Linked DNA regions of Urocitellus parryii: region 1 is linked to region 2. Evidence: chromatin contacts called from public Hi-C data. All regions are on one chromosome and are shown on one strand. Each heading gives the region's core, a stretch centred on a gene start, on an enhancer-like site or on the middle of the called end of the contact. The rest is flanking DNA. Distances are from core to core; before and after follow the strand shown. Region 1 holds the start of Xrcc3 (X-ray repair cross complementing 3). Region 2 holds the start of Atp5mj (ATP synthase membrane subunit j).

The links. A called contact is a pair of places that touch in the nucleus more often than the background predicts.
Region 1: a contact with region 2 is called in a Hi-C map of liver, with 4 times the contacts expected there. The contact joins the promoter of Xrcc3 here to the promoter of Atp5mj in region 2. A contact is called at or near these places in 2 of 2 Hi-C or Micro-C datasets (liver and muscle).

What each region holds. Positions count from the first base shown.
Region 1 is chr6:3,392,971-3,397,884 of mUroPar1.hap1, forward strand. Xrcc3 (X-ray repair cross complementing 3) reads left to right here and starts at 2,681. Exons shown (of 8, transcript XM_026405488.2): 1 at 2,681-2,758. Zfyve21 (zinc finger FYVE-type containing 21) reads right to left here and starts at 2,417. Exons shown (of 7, transcript XM_026405544.2): 1 at 2,215-2,417. The coding sequence starts at 2,352.
Region 2 is chr6:3,226,639-3,231,126 of mUroPar1.hap1, forward strand. Atp5mj (ATP synthase membrane subunit j) reads left to right here and starts at 1,968. Exons shown (of 4, transcript XM_026405565.2): 1 at 1,968-2,075; 2 at 3,937-4,060. The coding sequence starts at 3,937.

The DNA of each region.
Region 1 (4,914 bases), core at 1,431-3,930, 170 kb after region 2:
TCTGGCAGGTTCTAGACTCCAGGACCATGCTCCAATAAAATTGAAGAGATTTTTTCATTTCAGTGCTAGGGCTGGAGCCCAGGGCCTCATGCATGCTAGGTGAGCGCTCTATCACTGAGCTACATCCCAGCCCTTGAAATACACTTTCTGAAAGTCAGAGCTTTAGGTCCCTCAGATTCTTGGGGCTTCTTGGGCTACTCAGATTGGTGAGTCGTAATTCAGATGCACTGGGGTGAGGATGGTCCTGGGAAATCCCGCCTGCCCTCCAGGGTGGGAACCAAGCTTATTATGAGAGACACCATACCATCAGCATTTCAACCCAGCTTGTTAGCCATGCCAGCATTCCTAAGACAGCCTGGGCAGAGCCCAGTCCCACCTCACCACCCAGCACCTTTATAAGAGGCCAGCTGCAAAGAAAGGCACCTTGCTTAGAGAAAGAGGTGAAACAGTTATTACAGGTAATTCCAGAAGGGCTCACAGGCATAACTGTGGAAACTAAAATTAGGAAAATATGCTTCGGTAGAAAACACCTTGTCCAGACCACATGTTCTCACATCATCCACAAGGTCCACATGAATGTGAGCATTGTGCATTTGCTACTAAGACATTATAGGGGCACACCACAAATATATAGTTTCACTTGTCACCTTAAAAACTCTTATTATTCAAAGATATCATCAGGAGGGCAGGGGATATAGCTCAGTTGGTAGATTGCTTGCCTTATATACACGAGACCCTCTGTTCAATCCCCAGCACCACCAAAAAAAAAAAAAAAAAGATTTCATCAGGGATTGCTTCTTAGCCTTTGGCTTAAGGTCATGTGCAAATGTTTCATTGGGGGCTAGTTAGGGAAAGAACAGTCTAAAAAGTTAAATTCTTAAGGGGCAACAGGACAAAGGTGAAAAATTCCAGTCTAGACTTGCTGGTCTAGCCATGCTAAGGGCAGCACTTCACCACCCACTTCGGAGTTCTGGTCCCAGCTCTTCCCTATTTGATCTGTCAGTTTATGCTACCAGCCTGCCGTTGAACAGGTTGTAAGGCCTGCAGGGTTCCTGAGTGAACCAATGAGCCAAAGCACATGTTTACTTCTATCCACAGGAGAGTCACATTACCTTTAAAAATCATCTTTTTCCTCATTTTTTTTTTATTGTGATACAACACACATAACAAACTTGTCACCTGCCTCGTTTCTGCACACACTCTTCAGGGATGCACTCTGTTTTACTGCTTAATCAGCTTTAGGGCACTAGCCAAGCAGCCAGGTGGAGGCAAAGAGGCACTGTGAGCTCTGGGGGAGTGGGGGGTGGAGAAGCACCAAGGGTAAAGTGCTGAAGGGGAAGGGCAGGAACCCCAGGTACACAGAGACCTGTTCAGAGGGTCAAGGGTGTGACCCAACCCAAAACATCCAGGAGTGGCCTGGGCACCCTCTCTGGGCTTCTGGGAGCAGAGTGCTGATCTGCGCCATCTTTCTAAAAGGCTCTGATCTAACTTCAGAGGTGGAAGGTGGCTATCTTCCCCAGCTTCTGGGCGCACAGGTGGCTTCGCAAGGGGCCTGCCAGCTGGCTGCACTAAGAACACCTGATTTCACTCCTCTGCGGTCTGTAGCAGATTCCCCCCAATGGGAGGGAGGAAAATCAGTTATCAGAATTTGTTCAGGGCTTGTAACTTAGAGCATTTCCAAAAGTCACCAGTACTTTGACTTTTTTAGGCATTTTTTATTTTCTCTGGAATAAGAAATTATAATAAATGCCTGGAATGCCTCCGTTTTCTTAGAAGTGGCCTGGCTTTGCAGATTCCAGAACTTCTGAAGAGTGCAAACTCCGAGGTCTCCAGAGGGCCGCACCCACCCCAGGCAGGAGACCTCATGGCGCCCCCGTCCTCCCGCCGGCACAAGTGCGGGCCGGCCTCGCTTCCTGGAGACCGAGACTCGCCCCTGCCACTCGCTGAAGTGCACGCGGCAGGCGCGTCTCTAGTCCTCGCCGCCCGCTCCCGCAGCGGTGCGGGGGCAGCGGCTCGGCCCAGGACCGCCGCGGAATCGCAGGCGAGAGGAAACGGACTTCGAGAGTGGGAAGACAAGAGTGCGGGAACCCCGGAAAGGGAGCCGCGGCCGCGAGGCCAAGCGTGTCAGGGCAGTGGCCGGGAGGAAGGGGGGCGGGGGGGTTGTCGCGCGCGGGCAGGTCCGAGGGGCCAGGACCAGGCCGGGCGGGGACGCACCTCCTTGTCTGGGACCCACTGCGGTTCCTCCAGGCCGAACGGGCTTCCGAAGGCGCGGTGCTCGGGCACCATGCGCAGGCCGCTTGGGGAGCGCACCAGCTTCTTGGCGTCGTGGCGCGCGGCCACCCCGGAGGACATGTCTCCAACTTGGATCCTAGCGCCGCGGCTTGCGCTCGGCCCCGCACCAGCTGGGCAGAGCTGGGCAGCACCGCCCCGCCCGCGCGGGCTGACAACGCTGGCGCCCAATCGCTAAGCCTGGCCCAGAGCGCAGGCCAATCGGAGTCAGGGATCCGCCCATAGCAATTCTCTCCAGTCCGCGCAAGGGCCCCACCTCTGCCACCCTGCGGGCGGCCACCAATCGACGACGAGGGCCGACCCTGGATCGCTCCGCCCTTCTCCGGGCGATTGAGACTTTTGACTGGTCGGTCACATAGGCGCGTCTTCGTGTCTGATTGGTGTGGCCGGCTCAAAGAGCTCTGCGCTCATTGGAAGAGAAGGCTGAGGGGGCGGCCCGGCGCGAAGAGGCGTGAGGAGCGCGCGATTGGTGAGAGCAGGGGCAGTGGGCTGCGATCGCGGCACCGGGCCAGCGGGTGGGCCGCTGCCCCGCGGCCGAGGTGACCTGAGAGGTGCCGGGCAGGCCTCCGCGATTTCCGGAGTTGGTTGTCGAGTGGGCGCGCGGAGTCCTGGGGCTGAGGAGAGAAGGGGCCCCGGGGCCCGCTCCGCGGTTCTCAGGACCTGCCGGGGGGAGGGTTTCCGCGGCCGGGTGTGTTACGGACGGGCGGAGATCGCAGGAGCCGGAGGCCAGGCCCGGGTTGCTGCAGCTCCCGCGCTCGGAACGGACCCGGGAGCCTGACTCCCAGGCCAGCCGCAGCGTGACTGTGGCTGTGTGAGCTAACCGTATGACTGGACCCCTCTGCGCTCTCGTTTCCTCTTCATCGAAACGGAGAGCCTCCATCCTTGTTGTGAGGCTTGTGTAAGTTGACCCGGGCCCGGGGCTTCCAGTTGCCCTGGGAACATCCCAAGTGTTGGATAAATGTGAGCGCTCAGCTTTGTTACCCTTGGTGGGTTTTATGGAGATGTCAGTGGACTTGCCTTACCTGAATTTAGCTCTGAACTTAACAATAGAAAGAAAAATAACAGTTCCAGTCTTGAAGGTCGTGCTGCCCCGGCAAGTGTGACCGAGCATGGTGGCACCCCTCCATGCACACTCTCTGGTTTCTTTGGGTAACAGTACCTCCTGTGCAGTACTTACCCTGGAGATTAAAGCTCAGCTGGACACTCTGGAAGACAAAAGTGGGGCTGTCAGACACAGCAGATGTTCGGCATTAAAAATGTTTTTCAATGGCACTTGTTAAAGCCCAAGGACCATCACTGTCTATCCAGGAACCAGAGTAGTGGGTTTGTAGTGAGAGAGACAGACAAGGCTCATCTGGAACACATGGGCAGGTGGGGTCAGAGGGTGGAAAGTTACCAAGAGGAGGTGTCAGGGGACCCGGGAGCCCCCACCTGGGTGGTGGAGGATGAGGAACCTGGTGGGCCGTGGGGACTGGATGTGGAGAGTGGGGTTCCCACTGCACTGAGCAGGTACCTCACTGACACCTGGTTTCACCAGCATGAGTCCAGGTGGGGCTGGAGAGGACTCAGGAACCTGGGAAGATTAGCCAAGTGGGGCCAGGTGTGACTTGGTTGCCTCGCATGCTAGTGGCCCTGGGTTTGATATCCAGGCACAGCAAAGAAAAAAGACCAAGTGGAGGGTCTAACCAGCCTGCTTCCAGATGCCCTGCCCCCTTGAAGGCTCCAGGTGCAGGGTCCTCTGTGGGCCTTTCTGTGCTGCCTGGTGTCCAGCCCAGCCTGAGGCAGCAGCCTCCTGCCAGCCCCAGGCCAGTGTCCCAGGAGCTTTCCACACATAGACCCTCGGAGCTCTGGCAGTAAGACAGATTGGCTGTTGTTCTGGAGGCTGTCTTTACCTCTGGTGTATGCCCTGGGGTCCCTGCCAGCTCGCACCCCACTTTGGTTCACACCCTAACCCTCCTCCCAACTTCAGGGCTCTCAAATTCCCATATTCTCAAAGGGATGCTCCTGCCTTGCCACATGAGGCCCAGCTAGGTTTCTGATGACCAGGTGCCTTCTGGAGATGTCCCTCCTCCACTGTTCTCTGCTTGGGAGTCTAACTCCCCCGTGCCAGCTACCAGCTCTGTCAGCAGCCCTTGAACTGCTTTGAACCCCCATCACCCCCTTCTCGGCTGCTTCCTTTAGAACATGTATCCCAGTATTAATGCTGTGGTTCTCTGTAGCTGCTAAGCCAGCTTCTGCTCAGATCCACGTCCATTGTCTCTTGACCACCCTGAGTGGGCCTGGGAGCTCTGTGTGTCTGCTGTCCAGCTGGGCAGTACTATCAGCCCAGCGCCAAGAGCCTCCCCGTGTGTTGCCCCAGGCCACAGTAGGGAACGGTCAGGAGCTGACTTGGAAGGCCCACAGGTTCTGGGCCCCAGGAGCCTTGTGACCCCATCAGGAAGTGTGTCCTCCAGCCACTGCTTCCTGCTGCCCAGCAGCTGCCTCCCAGGTGCTGTGGTGGGCGAGGAGCAGCCGTGCCTGGGTCTTCGCCCAGGCTGGAGCTGAGTCTGAACTGTGGCTGTTCTTGGCTTCTTGGCCCTGCTCCAGCCTGGGAGGATGCAGAAGGCCACACCCTGAGTCCATGAG
Region 2 (4,488 bases), core at 718-3,217:
CAGAAAACACAGTTGTAGACCTTGGCCCATACCCTTGTAAAATGAAGGCAATATGCAAGCACAGGAAAACTGGCTGCTCCAACCTAGATCCACCACTAGTCCAGCCCCTGATACTCCCATTCTGTAAACATTGGACACCCAGCCCAAGTCAGGACTTCTCACTCTGGAGACAGCCCATATTCCCCCTTAAATGGGTACCTACTTTCCTAAATAAATCTCTGTGTGCCTTTGTCTGGCTCATGCTGAAATTCTTTTCCCTCGGGTATGCCAAGAACCCCTTTGGTCCCGAGTTAAGTTCTCCTCCTCCTCTGGGAACTCCTAGGACCCTTCTCCAGAGACATCTCTTTATCCTAGACAGTCCCAGATTCCTCCATGTGATTCAGTGGTTCTGGGTTGCTCCTCACTCACTTGGCCCAGCTCATCTTGCATTCCTAGCCAATGTTCAGAGTTAAAGGGGACAGCTTGACATCAGGCAGTTCTTAATAGGCTTGTAGACCTTTAGGCCACAGCACATGGAAAGATTGCTGAAGGCCTCTGGGCTTTGATATTTAAGGGAGGCTTGGCAAATTCACTGAGCAGAATGAACTTCTGTCCTAAAGGGAAAACCAACAGCTGAAAGCATTTACAAATGCTATTGATGCCATTAAGTGGCCCTCTCAAAAAGCCAGAGAAACTGTGCTTGAGGCACTGTGTGTCTTCTCTGACCTTCTAGCCACAAAACACAGCATTAGATCCTTCAAACAAATGTGCTGGGGTGACCCTTTCCTTAAACATTTTGGGTTTTTCGAAGTGTTTTTCTTAGGATTTTGGATTTGAAACTAGCCATTAAAAACCTATTGATCTGGTGGGCAGGGTGGCACAGACCTGTAATCCCAGCGGCTCAGGAGGCTGAGGCAGGAGGATGGCAAGTTCAAAGCCAGCCTCAGCAAAAGCAAGGCGTTGCAACTCAGTGAGACCCTGTCTCCAAATAAAATACAAAATAGGGCTGGGAACGGGGCTCGGTGGTCACTGTCCCTGGGTTCAATCGCCAGTACCCCTCCCCCCCCAAAAAAAATAGCTTATTGATCTCAAGTCTAGCTTGAAGTCCAACAGTTTTGTCTTGAAAGACCTTACAATGATGCTAAATTTTTTTCTAAACGCTGTCCTTGTCTTTGTAAGGTCCTTGCTTAGCATCTGGATGGCCGTTTTAAGTGACAGTCACCATTTTAAGAAAAATTTCGCTTTCCGGCCAAGAGGCTCTGAGAAAGGCTCACCAGTCCTCATACCAAGCCTACCCTTAAGGGCGCACTGGGACCGCGCTCCAAAGCCCGGCCTGCCCCCAACAGTCCCCACCGCGCCCTGTCGTCGGCTCTGGTCTCGCCCGTCTTTTCGCTCGCCCGGCTCCTTTCGGTCCGGTTTTCTCGGTCCTTCCGGGTCTAAGACATGCTTTCTGGCCGGGCGCAGTGGCACTAGCCAGCAAGCCCAGCCCTAGGGCGCCTGAGGCCGACGGCTCCCACGCTCAAGGCCAGCCTCCGCTCAGGCCCGGCCGCTTGGCCCGAGGCCCGGGTCGCCCGCTGACGGCGCCCCTCTCCCAGTCAGGTCAAGAGGCCGGGCCGCGGCTCAGCGGTGGGGCGCCGGCCTAGCCCGCGTGAGGCGCTGGGTTCCATCCTCAGCACCGGGCATAAACAAGGAAAATAAAGGTCCATTGACGACTAAAAACAAAGGACCCTTTCTTCCAGGTTAGCAAGCCGTCTGGTTTGTCCAGAACCTCCCTGGTTCAGCATTACAAGGCCTCCGAAGATCCGGACGTTTGGTCACGGGATAAGACCCGCGGACACAACCCGGGCGCCCTGCTTCCCGTGGGGCCGGGCCTTCGGTGCGGCGCCTGGCCTCCGTGCCCCTCCTCCTTGCCGGCAGGACCCGCGCGGCCGCCGGGGGCGCTGTGGGACACGGGAGCGATCGGACAGGCGCTCTGGCCTCGGGCGCCGCCGCTCCTTCCGCCTTCCCGGCGGGCCACGCGCGGCGCCTGCGCACTCGGTGACCTTTGCGGGTCGGCTTCGCGGTGTGGAGCGGCTTGAACTATTGGTTCTGGCGAGGTGAGAGCTGGTCCCCCCGGCCGCAGAGCTCGCAACGCGGGGAGTGGAGAGGCGGCGAGTCGGAGGTCCAGGGGTTAGGGGCGGGATCGGGGCGAGGGACAACACGGGCCCGCTGACCTTGGGTCAGCCCCTTCTGCTCGCCCGCTACTCTTCTCCGCTCCCGAGGCCTCGCGGCGACACGGGTGCCAAGGGTTGGCCTTCAGACTGCGAGGGGGGCTCCGAGGTCGGGCCCCAGACTTCGAACGACTGGGGTTGGCTTCCGGATTGTGAGAGGGCCAGCCTTCAGGAGCGCGCCTCTGCCGGAGTCGGTTTCCACAGCGGAGAGCAGGAAGCCGGGAGATTGAGGGGATCCGGCCTAACGTTCTGGCCCTGATTTGGCGTGAATCCAGGCCCGCTTACCTGCTGTGCAATCTTGGCCATCTGACAAGGACCTGCTTTGTAGGGGTGGGTTGTAGGTGCAGGAAGTAAGTCCCTCAAACACTGAGTAAATGCTGTTAAACTTAGGGAACAGCCTAGAGTAAAAACTAGGCTTTACTTTGGCCTCCAAGGTGCTAGAGACCAGGCCGTCTTTTATCCTGTAGCTCAGCCACAGCGTTTTAGAAAACAAGCACTTAGTATGCAGTACCAGACACTGTAAGCACTTGGCATGCAGTGACTCACTTCAGGGTCAAAACGGCCCCCCTTGAAGAGGTTACTGTTTATTCCTGTTGTACAGATGAGAAAACTGAGGCAGTATAAGTAACTATTAAGTGACAGCCAGGATCTGAATCTGGGCAGCCACTTGGCCTTCTTCCTTCCCACTCCTCCCAGCTATTCAAGTTTATTCTGACCTGGGGTGTCTTGGCACATCAGTGCCTCTGCTGAGAACACTTCTCCTTAGTATCCTGGCTCTTTTTTGTTTCTCAGCTCCCAAAACAGTGGCACCTAGCATGTGCTCAGTACATATTTGCTGAGTAGGTAATGGCTGTGCAATACAGGTTTCCATAATTTGAGGGCAGCCATTGACCTTTGAATAGGTTGGGCTTTTGGAGAATCTGATGTTACAAAACTGATGGGGAGCTGAGAAATATGGAAAACCACAGCACTGGAAGATGAGAATCCTGTACGTGACAGGTAGCATGCGGTATGAGAGGAACAGGGGCAGGGCAAGACAAGATTTCAGCTGCCTCCAAGGGAGAGGTTCCAAGTGAGATGATAAGTGCTCAGATCTAGTCGTTCCTGACAACCACTGCAATGATCCTCCTTTAATAGGCCAGATGTTACAATGCCTCTTAAGATGAACACCAGGGCATCTAGTTTAGGGTCTGTGTAAATTGCAAAAGTAATCAAAAGTATTACTTAGATCTGCACAAAGCTAACTGTAGGTTCAGAATTTTATGGCTTTCCCAATCAAATTCAGTAATTAGTTAAATAAATAAGTTCTGTCATATTTGGACCTCTAGCTGGTCAAAGTATGTACAGGCCCAGGTGTTAGTTTCATAAGGAAGTCACCATACCCTGACCTGTTCTTTTCAGCTTTGAATGCCGGCCATTCTCAACATGATGATGAAGCCAGTCTTTCCAGAAGACTGGAGTGTGACTTTGAGCATAGCATTAATGGAAGATTGGCTTGGGTATGGGCAACATGGTGGCAGAGTGCTGGAATGGGGGGGAATGAGAGGTGACTGAGTGCCAAGTGACTTGCACTGTGGAGAGAAGGTGCTCACATGGGGGGACTAGACTAGGTCAAGAACAAGAGCAACTCCCTGTCAGGTGGTTGTGGGAGATGGAGTCAGACTTAATGAATAAATGAAGATTATCTTTTATGTGTTAGAGTTAGAGCAATAGTCACCTTAGTGTTTATCACTGTGTTCATTTTCAGATGCTTCAAACCATTATTAAAAACTACTGGGTCCCCTTGAAGCCCTACTATACCCAGGTTTACCAAGAGATTTGGGTAGGAATGGGGTTAATGAGCTTCATTGTTTATAAAATCAGGAGTGCTGGTAAGTTTACTTATGTTTGATTTATTTGAGGTCAGGAAGAAAAATGTTTTCGGAAAGAATCAATTCATTTATCAAGGAACTATGGCTGTTAACCATAGCATAAGAATGGCTCAAGCCACAGAACCACTATGGCAGTGTGAGTCAGCTATGAAGAGGTTGTGGGGACAGTGGGGGAACTTGAGCAACTCCTTGATATTGATAAATTGTGCATTGTCCTGGGTATTGCCAATACATAGGAGATATTCTTCATCTTCAGAGATGCAGGCTGAAGTATTGTGGGTATCATGCCCTGGTGTACGGTACTTTATCATACCTTCTCAATGGTTCTATTGGACATTTATTCACAATCAAATTTGGAGGGGAGAAATAACCATTTGGTTGTTAGTGGAGCAGAGATGAGGCCTAGCCACATATTATTGAGCCATTGA